2 separate regions of the Mus musculus genome follow, and region 2 is linked to region 1. A link is a contact called in public promoter capture Hi-C data. All regions are on one chromosome and are shown on one strand. The core of a region is the stretch at or near the end of the contact, and the rest is flanking DNA. Distances in the headings are between cores, read along the strand shown. Region 1 overlaps Gmeb1 (glucocorticoid modulatory element binding protein 1). Region 2 has its middle 19 kb from the start of Med18.

Region 1 (5,894 bases), core at 51-2,550:
CTGGCTGATGTCCATTACCTGAGTGAGCTCCCCCATCGTGCCCGTGGCAGCATTGCTGGTCTCCTGAGCCCAGTAAATACCTGTCTGGAGAAGGACTGATTCCTCCTCCTCTGAGTCTCCTTACCCTCTCTCAACATCAGTAATCGTCACCAGCCTGGGGCTGGGCCACCCTTTGGCAGTTCCAAGTGATGGGCAAACTGCTGAGACAGGTGGAGAGCTGAGCTCAGTCAGTTCACTGCTTGCCTAGCTGCCTCTAAGTGTGAGGTCCTCAGGTGGATTTGGTGGTGGTGGTTTTTTTTTGGTTTGGGATGTTCGTGTGTGCGTGCGTGCGTGCGTGCGCGTATGTGTGTGTTTTTAAGACAAGGTTCCTTTGTATAGCCATGCTGGCGCTCCTCTGTAGACCAGGCTGCCCCTGAACTCAAATAGATCTACCTGTCTCTGCCTCCCCAGTCCTGGGATTAAAGTCATATGCTGCCACTTCCAGGAGTCATGACTATTATCCCTAGCAATGCAAAAATAAAAAATAAACTCAACAATGGAGGCTGGGGATGAGGGAACTTCCTGTAATTTCAGCACTGTAGAGTCTGAGGCAGAAGGATCACTTGAATTTGAGGCCAGCCTAGGCAACTCATTACTACCATGTCTCAAAATAAAAGTGAGAGATGATTCGGGCAGTGGTGGTGAACGCCTTTAATCCCAGCACTCGGGAGGCAGAGGCAGGCGGATTTCTGAGTTCGAGGCCAGCCTGGTTTACAAAGTGAGTTCCAGGACAGCCAGAGATACACAGAGAAACCCTGTCTCGAAAAATAAACCAAAAACAAAAAATAGTAAGAGATGAAAAAAATAAATAGCAATTTAGCTGAGGGGTAAAACCCTGGACGCACGTGAGAGGTTCTGGGTTTAGTCCTTAGAACTGTAAATACAAAGAAACCCAATTTTTAAATGTTTTAAGGAGGAGAACCACATGATTTTCTGGTAGGAGTATACAGGATTAATGAGAGTCTAGGCAAGCTCTTCCAAGGCTGGACATAATGAGGCCCGAGTCAAAGTAGCAGCAGTGGTGTTAGAGTCAGGGACGAGGCTGGAGTTAAAGAGTCTGTCTGGCAAGATTTGACAGCTGTTGGAACTGAGGGCACAAAGCGGAAAACTAGCAGAAGAGCTGGGTATGCAGTTTAGTGACAGAGTGCCTGTCTACCATGTCTAAGGGTCTATTTTAACGTCCACTGTACAAAAGAAAGGGAAGGAAATAGACGCAATCACCACTTCACTCAAAGGCAGGAAAAAGAGGAAGAGGTCTAGTGTAGTGCCCAGTCCCCATGCAGTGTGCAGGGTGACAGCCCTGACAGGGACAGAGCATGGGGTAAGACAATGGCTTCTGTATTGTTTGGGTTTGTTTATTGGAACAGCATCCTGCATTCCAGGTTGACCTAGAACTCCTGGCCCTTCCTGCCTCTTCCTCTCAAGTGCTGGGATGGCAGACATGTGACATTATACTCAGCTCAGGAATAAAAATAGCATGGTGATTATTGCAAACATAATTAATTCAATGGGGAGGTCTGCACAGTAGAGGTGCCACCAGGTGGTGGGTCAGCATCTGCAGAGACCAGTGTACCGGTGGTACTTTCAGATACCAGTGTGTTCAGGTTAGTGCGCAAGACTGATGAGAGAGGAAACAAAGGACACTCGTGTGACATGTTAGGTCATCTGAATGTAGAGACATTTGGGAAGATCTGCTTTACCTAACCGACTCCATCAAAGTCCACATAGGCACAACCCTGATTAGCTTCAAAGAGCACATGAGAGAGGTTGTGTTCATTGTGGTACGGTCAGAAGATTGCATAACCTCCCATTTAGTGGTACCTCTGGTGATTGCTGGGTACACGGGGCAGATTCATGTTACTATATACTTGGTTTATGCCAATAATTTGCTTCTGAAAGACTAAAAGGCTATAAAAAAAAAATAAACCCCAACTCTATAATGTGCAGATTTCAGCAAGAGCCATCCATTTCTGGGTCATCAGGCCACTTTCTGTCTCATGCTGTGTGCTGGCTCTGTTTTAGTCAGGTGAATTTTATGAACAGGTCTGTCCTATACTTGAAGCAGTATTTACTGTGTGTTGAGCATTTGCAGCAGTAGCTCTCAGCCTGCGGTCAAGACCCCTTTGAAGGTTGAACAACCCTTTCACAGAGGTTGCCTCAGACCATCAGAAAATACAGAAATTTACATTAGGATTCATGCCTGGGGCAAAGTTAGAGTTACGAAGCAGCAAGGAAATAATGTTATGGTTGGGGTCCCCACAGCATTAGTAGCTGTGTCAGAGGCTGCAGCGAAAGGAAGGTGAGAACCTGCCCTCCAGTTATTGAGGAAGGGCTGAAGAGACGGCTCAGCAGGTAGAGAGAACACGTCGCTCTTCAGAGGACCCAAGTTTGGCTCCCAACACCCACATCAGGCAGGCAGCTCACAACCACTTGTAACTCCAGCTCCACGGTATCTGACATCCCCTCTGTTCTCCATAGGTACATGCGTGCATGTGCACACACATACACACATGTGTAGATGTATATAAGCAATCATCTGGTTTTATACCCATAAGTAACACAGATCTGTAAAGTTATGAAGGAGAGGGTCCATGGAACATAGTAGCAAAGGGAATCAATGTAAGAAGGGTTCATTGACTTGGGGTGAGGTGAGCTGTTTCATCTTCTGGCAGTAACTGCTAAGTGGTCTGGGCCTCTTGAAGTTTACAATGGGAAACCTGTCAAAGTCATGCCGAAAATACCCTTATTTTACTCCTTTCTGATTAAAACACATGTCTTCACCCCTTACTATGAATATTAATTTTTCATGACTTATATAGTTTTTTATTGATGGACACTTTCACTACAGGATTTATGAAGCTGGGTCGGAGAATAGCGCAGCAGTTGTAGCCGTAGAGACCCACTCAATACACAAAATCGAGGAAGGAATTGGTAAGTCTTTCTGCCATTCTACCCAGTACCTTTGACTTCAGCTTGTTGGTGAGTTTGTGCATGTTTTTGCTGTGAAATCTCTGGAGATAAAACCCAGAACCCTGTCCAAGCCAGCAGGATGTTCACTGCTGAGCTGGGCCCCCAGCAGGATGTTCACTGCTGAGCTGGGCCCCCAGCAGGATGTTCACTGCTGAGCTGGGCCCCCAGCCTGAGTTTGCTGGTCTTTTGTGCCCTATTTTCTGTCCCAACCAACCCAGTGTACCAACTGATAATGCCACTTAAGATGGCAGACTTGGCAGGCATGATGGAGCATACCTTTAATCCCAGCACACAGGAGGCAAACACAGGCACATCTCTGAGTTTCAGGCTCTTGGACTACATAGAAAAACTCTTGTCTAAAAAAAACAACTAAGCTGGGTTGTGGGTGCACATGCCCTTTATCCTAGCACTGGGGAGTTTGAGGCCAGCCTGGTTTACAGAGCAAGTTCCAGGACAGCCAGGGTTTCATTGAGAAACCTTGTCTCAGTGATACAAAACCAAACCAAAAAACAAACATACAAAAAGATGGCAGACCTGTAACTTGATCACTTAATATCAATATATTATAGTAGCCAAAAAGTTTGGGTTTTTTGGTCTAAAAAGAATCCTGCAAGAGTGCAGGACATCTGTCTTTGAGTCCGAATGTTCGTGGTGTTGACCAGCCCGGATCGAATTTAAAAATGAGTGATGTTGAAAAAGGCAAGAAGATTTTTGTTCAGAAGTGTGCCCAGTGCCACACTGTGGAAAAGGGAGGCAAGCGTAAGACTGGACCAAATCTGCATGGTCTGCTTGGGTGGAAGCCAGGCAAGGCTGTTGGATTCTCTTACACAGATGCCAACAAGAACAAAGGCATCACCTGGGGAGAGGACACCCTCCCTGATGGAGTATTTGGAGAATCCCAAAAAGTACATCCCTGGAACAAAAATGATCTTCACTGGAATTAAGAAGAAGGGAGAAAGGCAGACCTAATAGCTTATCTTAAAAAGGCTACTAATGAGTAATTCCTCTGCCTTATTTATTACAAAACCTGTCTCATGGCTTTTAATGTATACCATAATTTAATTCATACACCAAATTCAGATCATGAATGGCTAACAATGTTCTTGTTGGGCAGTCCTGATTTAAGTGAAACTGACTTGTCATAAAGTGGGTACGGTCTTTTTTAAAGCAACAGTTCCAGTTTTATACATGCTACCACTGTTCTCCCTTTCTCAAGATAAGATTGGACTTAATTAGTAATGTTTTACTTTCCATGGATGTCGCCTCAAACCTATTAAATGGTTTTATACTTAAAAAAGGGGGGGGGGGCGGGTGAACTGGCTCAGCTGTTAAGAGTACCTACTGCTCTTCCAAAGGTCCTGAGTTCAAATCCCAGCAACCATGGTAGCTCACAACCATCTGTAACAACATCTGACTCCCTCTTCTGGAGTGTCTGAAGACAGCTACAGTGCATGTACATATAATAAATAAATAAATAAATAAATAAATAAATAAATAAAATTTAAAAAATCTTGCAGAGAGAGGTGGGGTAAAATGCTTAGCTTGAGCCTCTATGTGGGATCCGTAAGCACCATTGGGGGGAAAAACAAACAAATTAAAAAGAAACAAACAAGCACAGGACCTGTGATGTGAATCTGTAAGTCTGGCTATTTGAGCAGTTGAGGCAAAAGACTTACAAATTTAGGATGTATCTATACTGCAGGGCAAGTTCAAAGTCAGAAGATCGGGGGCATAAACTCAATAGTAAAATGCTTGTCTTGCATGTACCAGGACCTACATTCAATCCTTAGTCTTCTGTCCCCCCTCTGAAACTCCTCTTTGTGAAGCTCATATATTTATATGTAAAATATAGAAAGTAATTCCCATCTCAAAAGATCATAGGAAGAATTAAAAATTCTGGGTGTATTGTCTCATGTCTGTAATCCTGGTACTTTGGAAATAGTGGCAGCAAGATCAGGGGCCCCCTAGGCTACATAAAAAGTTCACAGCAACTTGAGGTACACAAGACCCTGCCTCAGAAAACAAACAAAAGAATTATAATATTAAAACAAGTAAAGTAAAAACAAAACAAACAAACAAAAAACCCCAAAGGTTTATGGTAGGGTTGGCCATATTGTTCAGTAGTACAACACTTAACTAGCATGTACAAAGCCCTGGGTTTGATCCCCACCAACATACAAAACAAGAGAATCTGAGGGGCTGGAGAGTGGCACGGCAGATCAGAAGTACTTGTCAAGTAAGCAGGAAAACCTTCAAATGAGTTTAATCCTAGAACCCACGTGAAGGTGGAAGAAGAGAAGGACACAAGAGTTGTTATCTGGTCTCTACAGGCATGGCACCATGCTCCCTCCAGTAAGACATAGCTGTTAGGTCAAACTCTACAAGGATTCCTGGGGCTGGAGAAATTAAGTAGTTAATAATCTCTCTTTTTTTTAAGATTTATTTATTTATTTTATATGAGTACACTATAGCTGTCTTCAGACACACCAGAAGAGGGTATTGGATCCCACCACAGATGGTTGTTGAGCCACCATGTGGTTGCTGGGAATTGGACTCAGGACCTCTGGAAGTCAGTGTTTTTAACCACTGAGCCATTTCTCCAGCCCCAATAGTTAATAATCTTTTGTTTTGTTTTGTTTTGTTTTGTTTTGTTTTGTTTTGTTTTGTTTTGTTTTTTCAAGACAGGGTTAATCTGTGTAGCCCTGGCTGTCCTGGAACTCACTCTGTAGACCATGCTGGCCTCGAACTCAGAAATCTGCCTGCCTCAGCCTCCCAAGTGGTGGGATTAAAGGCGTGCGCCACCACTGCCCTTCTAATAATCTTAAGTAAGCTGTGAGGACCTGGCTTAGATTCCCAGCACTCACATGGCAGCTCACAATCGTCAT
Region 2 (5,295 bases), core at 680-3,179, 240 kb before region 1:
GTGTGATTTATTTATTTATTTATTTTGGTTTTTTTCAAGACAGGGTTTCTCTGCATAGCCCTGGTTGTCCTGGAACTCACTCTGTAGACCAGACTGGCCTTGAACTCAGAAATCCGCCTGCCTCTGCCTCCTGAGTGCTGGGATTAAAGGCGTGTGCCACCACTCCCTGCTAAGTGTGATTTTTTAAGACAGTGGCCTCAGCTCCTTTCCAGTCCCCTCTCCCTGCCGGGCTGGCTGTTGGTTATGTGGCCAGATCTCAGACAATCAAGCTCAGCCTAGTGGTGGGGAAAGAGCCTGGACTTTGGAACCAGACAGGGGAGCCTCGAATCTGAGTGGAGCCCATCTGGAATGGGGCAGAGTATAAACAAACAGAACCACGTGCTCAGATGACCATTAATAACTTGTGTAATTGTTTTCATCCAAGAAATGTGTTTAATTTTTTTATCTATGGTAATGTGATCATCAGAGTCAAAATGCTATGACAGCTGTGGTGGGGCACACCTTTATTCTCAGCAGGTGGATTGCAGAGGCAGGGGGATATCCATGAGTTTGAGGCCAGCATGGTCTACATAGAAAATTTCAAGACAGCAAGGGCTATAGTCTGTCTGTCTGTCTATCTATCTATCTATCTATCTATCTATCTATCTATCTATCTAGGTGTCATTAGGTCCAGTGAGAAAGATGGTTCAGCATGAGAAGGCACCTGCCACCAGGCCTGAGGAGCTGTTAAGATGCTCAGTGTCCACACAGTGAAAGGAGGGACCCGCCCCCTCCCTCCAGGTTGGCTTCTGATCACCACACGTGTGTTCTGGTGTGCACACATTCTCTCTCTCTCTCTCATACACACACACACACATACACTAATAATGAAAAAAATTCAAATTATGAAAAACAAACCCCCGTCATTCTCACATCCTCATTTATGGATAATTTACCTGACAGAACATTTGACAAAGTCTGGAGACATTTTTGTTCGTGCCAGCTGGCAGTCCTTCTGACTTTCATTGGGTCAAGACCAGGGGTGCTGCTAAGCATGCTACATCACACAGGATGTACCCCATTACAAAGTCATCCAGTCTAAGAAGTCAGTGGTCCCCAGTTTGAAAAATTCTGAATGAAATTACGTTAACACACAATGTTTTCTATACAATGCCTGGTAAGGTCTGGAGCACTTGGCAACTAGAAAGCAAATACTGTTGTGTGTGTGTATGGTGCATGTATGCATATATGTATATTCACATATATATATATTCATGTGTGTGTGTGTGTGTGTGTGCCCATGCATAAGTGTGGGTACCCTCAGAAGAGACATTGGATTTCATGGAACTGAAGTTACAGGTATTGGATTGGAGAGCCCTTCTCCCTGCATCATGGGTGCTGGGATTTGAACTCAAGTCCTCTGGAGGAGTGGCAATTGCTCTTGATCCCTGAGCCATCTCTCCAGGCCCTATCATATTTTGGGGGGACAGGGTCTCTTACTGAATCTGGGGCTCACAAAGTAAGCCAGGCCAGGAAACCAGGGAGTCCCAAGGAATCTCCTGACTTTGTTCTATTAGTGACACGATTATATAGGTTTTAGCATGGGTGGTAGCGATTTATCTCTGGGTCATCTTCCCGGCTCCCTTTCAGAGGAAACTGTGTGCAGAGGAGGGAGGACATGGAAGGGTTCTGTGAGTCCACACCTCCATGGTTCTTTTCCAAGGCATCCTGCAGACAGCGTGATGGAGTGAAGAGGTTCACACCAAAGAAGTGGTTTTAGCACCAAAAAAAGCCTTTGGAAAGGAAGGGGTGAGGAGTCTGTTCAGAGCAGAAGTGCAGCCTTGGACTTTGGACTCCTGGGACTGTGGGGGAGGGGAGGGTAAGGGTAACGCTTTTCCCACTAGGCAGTAGCCGCTCTCTTGGCATGAGTTCCAGCTGTTGTCTGGGTCAGCCCAAAGACCTCTGGGCAGTGTCAGATCCAGGACTTCCAGCCTATCCCTCCCTAGCCCACCGTCCACCTACAACCCCCACTTCAGAGGAATGCTCGGAAGATGAGGTCTAGCTCAGCAAGAAGTTAAGTGAGACCCTCCAAGAGAGCTTTGGGTCACACGGTCTGATGAAGCCTCCTGGATGAACTGGAGAGGACCTAAGCAATCCAGGGCAAAGGGCAACCAAATCGGAAACGGATTCAGTTCTACTGAGAGAAGCATTTAGCAACACTCACCGCTTCCCCTGCTGTGTGCCAGGCACTGTTTCCTATGGAGAAGGACGTTTGGAACAGTCCTTACCTGTACTGATCTTTACCTAGAGAACATTTGAACTCCGGCCTTGTCAACACGAGCGTTTGTCCAATGCAAGACATGCCTAGTAGATACATGCCTAAAAATTAGGTCAGGCGTGATGGCACCTGCCATTAATCTCACTGCTTGGGAGGAAGAGGCAGGAGGATCTCTGTGAGTTTGAGGCCAGGATAAATGATCTGCCTAGTGAGTTCCAGGCCAAGCAGAGCTACATAGTGAGATGTGGTATCAAAAATGAATAAATAAATCTAAATTATTTATGTATCTTAGTCTGCACACTTGAGCATTCACACGCAAACACACACAAAGACACAGACACACACACATAGACACACACACACCAAAACAAATGGGGACAGAGATATCATCAAACCTATTTCATAAAAAAATAAACTGGATGAATAGCTCAGTGGTAGAGATTTGTATAGATACTACAGCACACAGGGGAGCCTGCATCAAATTAAATTCCTAATACATACTATGGTGGTTTAAGTGTGGCCAAGCCGGGGAGTGGTGGCACATGCCTTTAATCCCAGCACTTGGGAAGCAGAGACAGGTAGATTTCCAAGTTCGAGGCCAGCCTGGTCTACAGAGTGAGTTCCAGGACATCCAGAGCTACACAGAGAAACCCTGTCTCAAAAAAAAAAAAAAAAAAAAAAAAAAAAAAAAAAAAAAAAAACCAAAAGAAAACAAAACAAATAACTATGCTTGGGCCCGGGAAGTGAATGGCACTATTAGGAGGTGTGGCTTTGTTGGTGTAGGTGTGGTCTTGTTGGAGGAAGTGTGTCACTGTAGTGGTGGGCTTTGAGACCCTCCTCCTAGCTGCCAGTCTTCTCCTGTTTACCTTCAGAACGAGATGTAGAGCTCTCAGCTCCTCCAGCACCATGCCTGCCTGGATGCTGCCATTCTTCCTGCCTTTATAATGGACTGGACCTCTGAACCGTAAGCCACTCCCCAATTAAATGTTGTTGTCTATAAGAATTGCTTTGGTCATGGTGTCTGTTCACAGCAGTAAAACCCTAACTAAAACACACACACACACACACACACACCAAATCTCAGAGATATGAATGCCTTTCTCCACTATCACAGGATTAATTAAATGACCCAGGATCATTGTGACAGACTTTTATGGAGATGGGAGAATAAATAGAGTATAGTCTTTGCCTTCAAAAGCATTAGGGTCTCACAGAGGAGATACAGACAGTAAAAATCTAATCCATCTAACAAATGAGAGGCGGTGACAGAGCCTGCGGGCTGGTAAGGCAATTCTGAGGTTAGTTGTAAGTGGTTGTGTGGGGGCAGTTAGGAAGTCTTCAAGTGGAGAAATGTAGGTGAACTGGTCTTGGAAGATGAGTAGGTAGATGCTGCCTTTACAGGCAGAGATCCTGAGGTCCACTGGGTTAGGCCACGGGATGTGTGTGTGTAGCTCTAGGAACAGATCTGTCTGGAAAAGTTGATAAATTGGGCCCAAACTATTGTGAATGGGCTCAAAGTACTACTGAGCTGGAGAGGGACTCAAGCAGGCAAGGAGAAAACATTATTTAACAACCAGCACGGTGTAGGCAAACCCTGAGCAAGAATGGCTCTGGAGCTAGGAGCAGTTCTCATGGTGGAGACAGGCTGAGTGAGCCACCGCTCAAGTATCCTGGAAACGGGGTATGGATTTGTCTATCCAGCCTCGTCCTCACCTTCTGGAAACAGCTTGGGGATACTTTGTCTGGAAATGCACTTATCTAACCCTAGCTGTGGAAGGCCTGGCCCTACCTCCTCATCTCCAGATACGGATACACATTGAAGTCTGCTGTAGCTGATTAGAACACACAGAGATTGGTACAGCTGAATCAATGAGAATCGTGCCCAGTATGTTGAGACGTGTAAGAAACAAAACAAGATTTGTACTAGGAAAGCAAGAGAAAAGAAAGGCAAGTTTAGATTGTGTCTTAGTTAGGGTTTTACTGCTGTGAACAGACACCATGACCAAGGCAACTCTTATAAGGATGACTCTTAGACGGACAACATTTAATTGGGGCTGGTTTACAGGTTCAGAGGTTCAGTCCATTATATCATCAAGGCAGGACCATGGCAGTGTCCAGGCAGGCAGGGAGCAGGAGGAGCTGAGAGTTCTACATCTTCATCTGAAGGCTGCTAGCAGAATACTGGCTTCCAGGCAGCTAGGATGAGGGTCTTAAAGCCCACACCCACAGTGACACACCTACTCCAACAGGGCCACATCTTCTAATAGTGCCACTCCCTGGGCCAAGCATGTATAAGCCATCACATATTGGATCTGAAGGGGAGTGAATATTTCTATTTGCATCTGCGGGGGAAACAGTAAGGCATGGTGACCTATGTCTGTCTCAGCCCTCAGGATGCTGAGGGCAGGAGGATTGCTCCAACTTCAAGGCCAATCTGCTCTACATAGTGAGTTTCAGGTTAGTCTGGGCTCAGAGTGAGACTCATCTTTTTAAAAAAGTAAATAAAAACAAGGGTAAAAAGAGGCTGTGTGTATCTTAGTTGGTAGAGTGCTTGCCTAACTGGCATTATGAGGCCTAGGTGTGACCCTACCACAGCATAAAGGTGGGGATGGTGTCCTATGCTTGGAACCCCAGTGTTGAAGAAAAGGAGGAAGGAAAATCACAAGTTTAAAGGTCATCTCAAGTGAGTTCTAGGCCAGCCTGGGCTACATGAGATGGACTCAGCCCATAGACAGTTAGATAGATAGATAGATAGATAGATAGATAGATAGATAGATAGATAGATAGATAGAGGTCCAGCTTGGTGGCACTTGCATGTAATTCTATTGGTAACAATACTGGAGCTATCTAAAGCAGGATTGCTGAGAGTTCAAGACCAGCCTGGGCTATTGAATGAGACAGTCTCTAAATAAAAGAACTAAAGAAAAGAAAAAAAAATGACTTGGGTGTGGTGGCGTAGCCCTGGCTGTCCTGGAACTCACTTTGTAGACCAGGCTGGCCTCGAACTCAGAAATCCACCTGCCTCTGCCTCCCGGGTG

The links. Capture Hi-C pulls out chosen DNA fragments and counts their contacts.
Region 2: a contact with region 1 is called in a promoter capture Hi-C map of liver. The contact joins two enhancer-like sites. A contact is called at or near these places in 2 of 115 datasets of contacts at active chromatin or transcription factors (embryonic stem cells and pancreatic cancer cells) and 2 of 9 other capture datasets (adipose tissue and liver).

Annotation. Positions count from the first base shown.
Region 1 is chr4:132,243,062-132,248,955 of GRCm38.p6, reverse strand. Gmeb1 (glucocorticoid modulatory element binding protein 1) reads left to right here. Exons shown (of 10, transcript NM_020273.2): 3 at 2,888-2,970. It also overlaps the pseudogene Gm13252. Among named protein-coding and RNA genes, the nearest start is that of Gm28874, 9.0 kb to the left of the region's middle. Within about 2 kb of position 1,300, at least 73 of the 459 cell types and tissues checked have an H3K27ac peak or open chromatin away from gene starts, as enhancers often do. A contact at or near this core is called in adipose tissue and liver, where this site is marked.
Region 2 is chr4:132,480,020-132,485,314 of GRCm38.p6, reverse strand. No RefSeq gene overlaps it. Among named protein-coding and RNA genes, the nearest start is that of Med18, 19 kb to the right of the region's middle. Within about 2 kb of position 1,929, at least 19 of the 459 cell types and tissues checked have an H3K27ac peak or open chromatin away from gene starts, as enhancers often do. A contact at or near this core is called in adipose tissue and liver, where this site is marked.